2 separate regions of the Mus musculus genome follow, and region 2 is linked to region 1. The links are chromatin contacts, called in public HiCAR-type maps. All regions are on one chromosome and are shown on one strand. Each heading gives the region's core, a stretch centred on a gene start, on an enhancer-like site or on the middle of the called end of the contact. The rest is flanking DNA. Distances are from core to core; before and after follow the strand shown. Region 1 holds the start of Slc5a6 (solute carrier family 5 (sodium-dependent vitamin transporter), member 6). Region 2 holds the start of Letm1 (leucine zipper-EF-hand containing transmembrane protein 1).

Region 1 (2,664 bases), core at 80-2,579:
ACCAGGACAGCCATATCTGTAGAAATACGGTCTTGAAAAAACAAAACAAGCCGGGCATGGTGGCACACGCCTTTAATCCCAGCACTTGGGAGGCAGAGGAAGGCGAATTTCTGAGTTCGAGGCCAGCCTGGTCTACAGAGTGAGTTCCAGGACAGCCAGGGCTACACGGAGAAACCCTGTCTCAAAAACAAAAACAAAACAAAAAATAAAGAAAAAACCCTTCTAGACCAATCCTAGCACACAGGGGGCAGACAGGTGGATCTCTATGAGTTCCAGGCCAACCAAAGCTACACGGTCTCAAAATAAAACACCAAGTGGTCGGGTAGTACCGATTTGGTTCCTCTGCTTCTAGAGTTTCCTGATTAATTATCTGCGTTGAGAAACCACGAAGCCTCTGGGATAGAGGAAGAAGAGGTAAGCAGACAGGAAAACGCCAAGCCAGCAGTAACACAACTTTCATACGATCCAATTCTAGGAAAAGAACAGTGGCTTTCTACAAACTCCACTGATTCACAACAGTGGACATGTCTTTTAAAAAGGTCTCACATTGCATGGGACTTATCTGCAATGAAAGGTATTGAGGTTTGTGGGTTCATTTCTTTCAGTACTGGGGACAAGACTTAACTAGGAATGCCAGAGCTAAGTCCTCACCCTCTTCCCCCTTTGAAATATAAGGGAACACCTGCAGGGCCAACTGTCACCAATATCTAGGGCTTAATATTCCTCAAGATCTGAATGGCCTTTCTCATTAAAACAAGATATCCCACCAGCTAAATGTATTGATAAATGCAAATTCAGGATTTCCAGGCAGATACCTGGAGCCTGTGGAATGGAAGCATTGGCAGGCTAATTGAGATGAGCTCTAATTGTCTCTAGTTACCTTTTGAGGAGTCGTCACCCAGAGCAATAGCTGTCCCCTTAGGTGTGATGGGTCTCTCCCAGCGCCCTTCCAGTCAGACCTGCTGCTGTTCTGCTTGCCTTGCGTCGGTGGTTCGGCCAGGGCTACCAAAGTTCCTACGTTCTTTCCGAAACCAGCATTGGTTTTTCCCCCTTGGCAAGGCAAAGAACATGAGTTAAGGAAGCGTCTTTCCCGCTTCGCGTCCTTGCCCGGGCTGCAGAACACTACGCAACATTAAGGTGAAGGGTTCCCAGGCTCGTGTTCTCTTGCCAGCGTTTGCCCTTCGCCCTCCGATCTTCACTCCTCCATCACCCTTACCCTCTCTCGGCTCAGCTTTCCCCTTCTCTCCGCACGTGGCGAACCCACGACTTTGCACTAGTATTTAAGACCTTCCCCAAAGCCCACACCGAGAGGCTCACCCCGCCCCGCCCCTTCCAGTCCCGCCTCCAGGCGACTGAACTCAGTCTCTCCGGCCCTGCCCAATCCCCGCCTCGCCCGGCCCATCCTACACCCGCCCTGCCCACCTTTGAGATCTCCACATGAGGGCAGCTGGCCCGCAGGCCAGCCCGGCCCGGCTCGGCTCGGCTCGCACCTCCTGACTTGGTGACAGCGGGACAGCAGGACCCCGCCCCCTACCCCCGCCCTCCCGGGTCCCAGCGCCGCCATGTTTACTAAGGGCGGATGGAGCTGCCCGGGCGTCCGCACCGGGCTGAGGGTCATGCAGTAGCTCAAGGCAACTAAGCGCTAACTGGACAGGCCTGCGCTCCAGGAAGAATGGAGAGATGGTGGGTCTGTCCACCGCGAGCAAGCGCAGGACAGGAGCTCAGAATTCCGCGAGCAGCCCGAACCTGCGGGCAAATTACGCCTCGGGCTCCACGGCTCGTGCCCCGGGCGGACCAGGCCACGCCCCAGAGTGACAGGATTTGGAAGCTAAGCCTCGCCTCAAGGCTGGCGCGTGACACGCTGGGGGCGGAGCCTCGCGCTCGGTTCTCGCGAGCTGTCAAGACGGTGGAAAGCAGTGGGAAATGGCGTCTCGGGAGTCAGGCGGCTCTCGGGCGGCCGCCCTGCTCCTGGTTCTGGGCGTGGAGAGGGCCCTGGCTCTACCTGAGGTACAGAAGAAAGTTTGAGATCTGGCTGAAGAAGGTTGCTGGCCGTCAGCCCGGAATCCAGCTCGCCCGCCGGTGTCTGTCCCTTTGGCCAGTCGGAAGCTCAGATTTTTGTCCCTGAAGCTTCCCCGGGCCCTGTGCCTGCGGGGATGGTGTTGTCCAGTACTCACGTAGTGCAGGCCACTAGCACCTTCGCCCTGCCCACATTCAGAGTCCTTTGAAATTTGATCTCCTTGCTTTTGAATAATTTTAAATAGTGCTTCCCAGACGAGTCCCAGGGTTCTTCTGCCAGCTCTCCTTGCACGAATGCTGTGCGTGGTGCAATGGCACGACTATCTATCTATCTATCTATCTATCTATCTATCTATCTATCTATCTATCTATCTATCTATCTATCTATCTAAATATATAGTGATGCTTGAGTACGCTGTGTACCTGCAGCCCTTTAACACTTGCCAAACCATGCCTGTCAGGTGGAGAAGTCTCTGGAGAGGACACAGTATAGTCAAGTAATAATGCACAAACACGAGGATCTTCTCTCGTACAGTGCGCTGATTTGGTGCGGGGGTTTTAAGGGAAAAAAATGGGTTCTGTTTACAAAAGGCACTTTTCCGCTTTGCATTATGGGAATTCTGGAAAGGCTACTGACTTGTTCTTTTT
Region 2 (2,664 bases), core at 47-2,546, 2.7 Mb after region 1:
TTGATACAAAGTTGGCCTCAATTTATCCTCTAAGACTAAAAAGTCAGGATGTCCATCCTGTGCCTGTTGGCTCTGGGCACATCATTACAGGGAGAGCAGGGGCTTGCTACCCAGTAATGCTCTATTGTTCCACATCTAACCAGCTGACAGGAGTCTAACCACTGTCAGGGAAGCAGCATTTTTGTTCCAAGGGAACTGGGTTAACTAAAGAAAACATTCTTGTGCCTGGAATAATAACACACACACACAATATCAACTAATTTGAAAGCCATAAACATGCCAGAGAAATAAGAAAAGGCAGAAGTACATTATGGTATCCTGAACAAGTCAACAGGTAGACAGCGCTTATAGCAGAGACAGCTTGAAAAACCACACCAAACCCAGGGACACTCTGCTCTTTCCACGCATCCTAACTGGTTTTGCTGTTTGTTTTTAAGACTGGATCTTGTGCCCTGCCTGGCCTGAAATTTTAAATGGTCTGGAGTTCAGAGATTCACATGCCTCTGTTTCCAGGGTGCTGGGGGTAAAGGTGTGTGCCCCCATGCCTGGCTCCACACCATACCCGACTCTCCAATACTGTTAAGGTGACAAGAACTGTACTTCTACCAAGAAACCATAAGGTCTTGGGTCCCACTCTCACAGGCTGTTTCAACCTTACAAATAGGACACATATAAGTTTCCTTGGAAAGCACGGTCATCAGCCACCCCACCCCAGGGAGTGGCCCACTAAGCTGGCATCAACCACAACCCAATCTCCTTGTCCCAGAGTTCTGGCTTCCAAGCCTGAACTGGCCAAAGGGCAGGACAGGGCTCGATTCATCTTCGAGGGGAGCGGCAGGGAAGCCACGGCCCTAAGGAACTTTCTCAGCGCCTCGGTCGGCAGCAGTGACCTGCGGCGACCTGGGCAACTAAGGTCACAGGAAGCTGTCCAGCACAAGCGGCTCAGAGCGGCCCGGTGCTTGTCATTGCCGCGCTGCCTCGGGGCACGGAAGGGGGCGTCCCGCGCTGGCTCCCGGTCGCCCACAACAGGTCGTTTGCGCAGCACCAGCTTACCCCGCGGGGAGGCGGCCCGAGGTGGCGCGAGGCGGGCAGGCCCCCGGCCCCGGCAGCTCCTGAGCAAGATGGACGCCATGCGCCCGCCGCGGCGGCGTTCTATAGCTGCCTCAGCTTCCTCGGCGGATCTTGGCCGTCCCGGCGCCTGGGCCCAGCCCGCGCGGACGGTTGACGGCAGAGGTTGGCTCCGGCAGCAAGCGCTCAGCTCAAGGACCCGGCATCCGCAGCGGCCATGTCCCGGCACAAACGTCCGTAGGCGCGGGGCGGAACAGGCCTGGCCGGCACGGCTCCCATTGGCCCTGCGGCACCCGCCCTGGCCAGGTGAGGGGCGAGCCCGCCCAACAGACTACAAGGCCCAGCGTGCATCCGGGAGGCTTGCCTCTCCCGACTACAAGTCCCAGCGTGCGCCGAGTCTTGGGTTTTCTTGATGAGCTCAGATCTATCTGGAGTTCCTCTTGCATCTTAGCAGTGCCTAGCTTCTGATTTGGGGCTGCGGGCACAGAGGCGGCAAAAGAACTGGCATCTATTTTCATAACTACTAAGCCCTATATTATACTAGCCCATAGCAGATGGCTCATGGGACTTTAAGGAAGGGTGGTGGGTAGGGAACATAACTCTGCGAGGCTGTTAATTGGTCCCACCTCCTTGCTTCGCGTCAGGACGAGCAACCTTAGTAGTGGGCTGCACTCCTGGCAGGTCCCCTCTATGGTAGCTCACAGCCACCCCTGCCCACTCCAAAATAGACCTGGCAGCATCCTCTTCTTTAAAGGGTGGTGGCTGGAATGGCAGGCTTCAGGATTGTGGAAACCCAGGACTATACACACTCTGGTGCTCCAGAGCAGCCACCCTCTCCACAGATCTGTATCCCGACCCAGGGACACCAGACCGTTCCTGGAGACTTCCCTCACTGCTTTCCACCTCCTGCCTTTGTGGAATGCCTTTTCCGTTCCTTCTACGTTCCTGTGGGAGTGAACTCAGAATAGTAGGTGAAGATCTTCAGTATGAGGTTAATGCATTTTTTTTTTTTCTGATGAACAGGTGCTCAAGTCCTAATTCCAGCTGGCTCCCAGCGAGGACGCTTCACTAGTATCCCAGCACAGCCCATTGGGAAGAAGTAACCTATCTGGTCATTTTCTGAATCAGAACCTAAAAGCTGGGCCAGTGTAGGCCAGAATCCCTATCTCAGGACTCAGGTGGCAGAGAATCTCCTAAGACGTTTGGAACCTCTCTTGTGCACACGGTAATGTACATTGTGGGCATCAGATACAGAATTAAGTCAAGTGTAGGGATTCCCTGAAAGGGCTGATGACCTAAACCAAAGAACTGAAGTTTCTTAGCCAAGCTGAGAAACTTCCACCAATAAGAACACTTGCCTGACCAAAGAGGAGGAGGAGGAGGAAAGCAAAGCCAAGCCAAAGTAGTAATGACAACTGAGGAATACCGAATGGCTGAGAAGCACCTAAAGAAATGTTCAACATCCTTAATCATCAGGGAAATGCAAATCAAAACAACCCTGAGATTCCACCTTACACCAGTCAGAATGGATAAGATCAAAACCTCAGGTGACAGCAGATGCTGGTGAGGGTGTGGAGAAAGAGGAACACTCCTCCA

Evidence for each region. HiCAR-type assays count read pairs that join an accessible place to other places.
Region 2: a contact with region 1 is called in a HiCAR-type map of astrocytes, with 4 times the contacts expected there. The contact joins the promoter of Letm1 here to the promoter of Slc5a6 in region 1. A contact is called at or near these places in 2 of 39 promoter capture datasets (liver and pre-B cells), 1 of 115 datasets of contacts at active chromatin or transcription factors (astrocytes) and 1 of 9 other capture datasets (liver).

The regions. Positions count from the first base shown.
Region 1 is chr5:31,046,750-31,049,413 of GRCm38.p6, forward strand. Slc5a6 (solute carrier family 5 (sodium-dependent vitamin transporter), member 6) reads right to left here and starts at 1,330. Exons shown (of 18, transcript NM_001360022.1): 1 at 1,217-1,330; 2 at 881-1,050. Atraid (all-trans retinoic acid induced differentiation factor) reads left to right here and starts at 1,891. Exons shown (of 7, transcript NM_027855.4): 1 at 1,891-2,007. The coding sequence starts at 1,924.
Region 2 is chr5:33,781,421-33,784,084 of GRCm38.p6, forward strand. Letm1 (leucine zipper-EF-hand containing transmembrane protein 1) reads right to left here and starts at 1,297. Exons shown (of 14, transcript NM_019694.2): 1 at 1,054-1,297. The coding sequence starts at 1,132.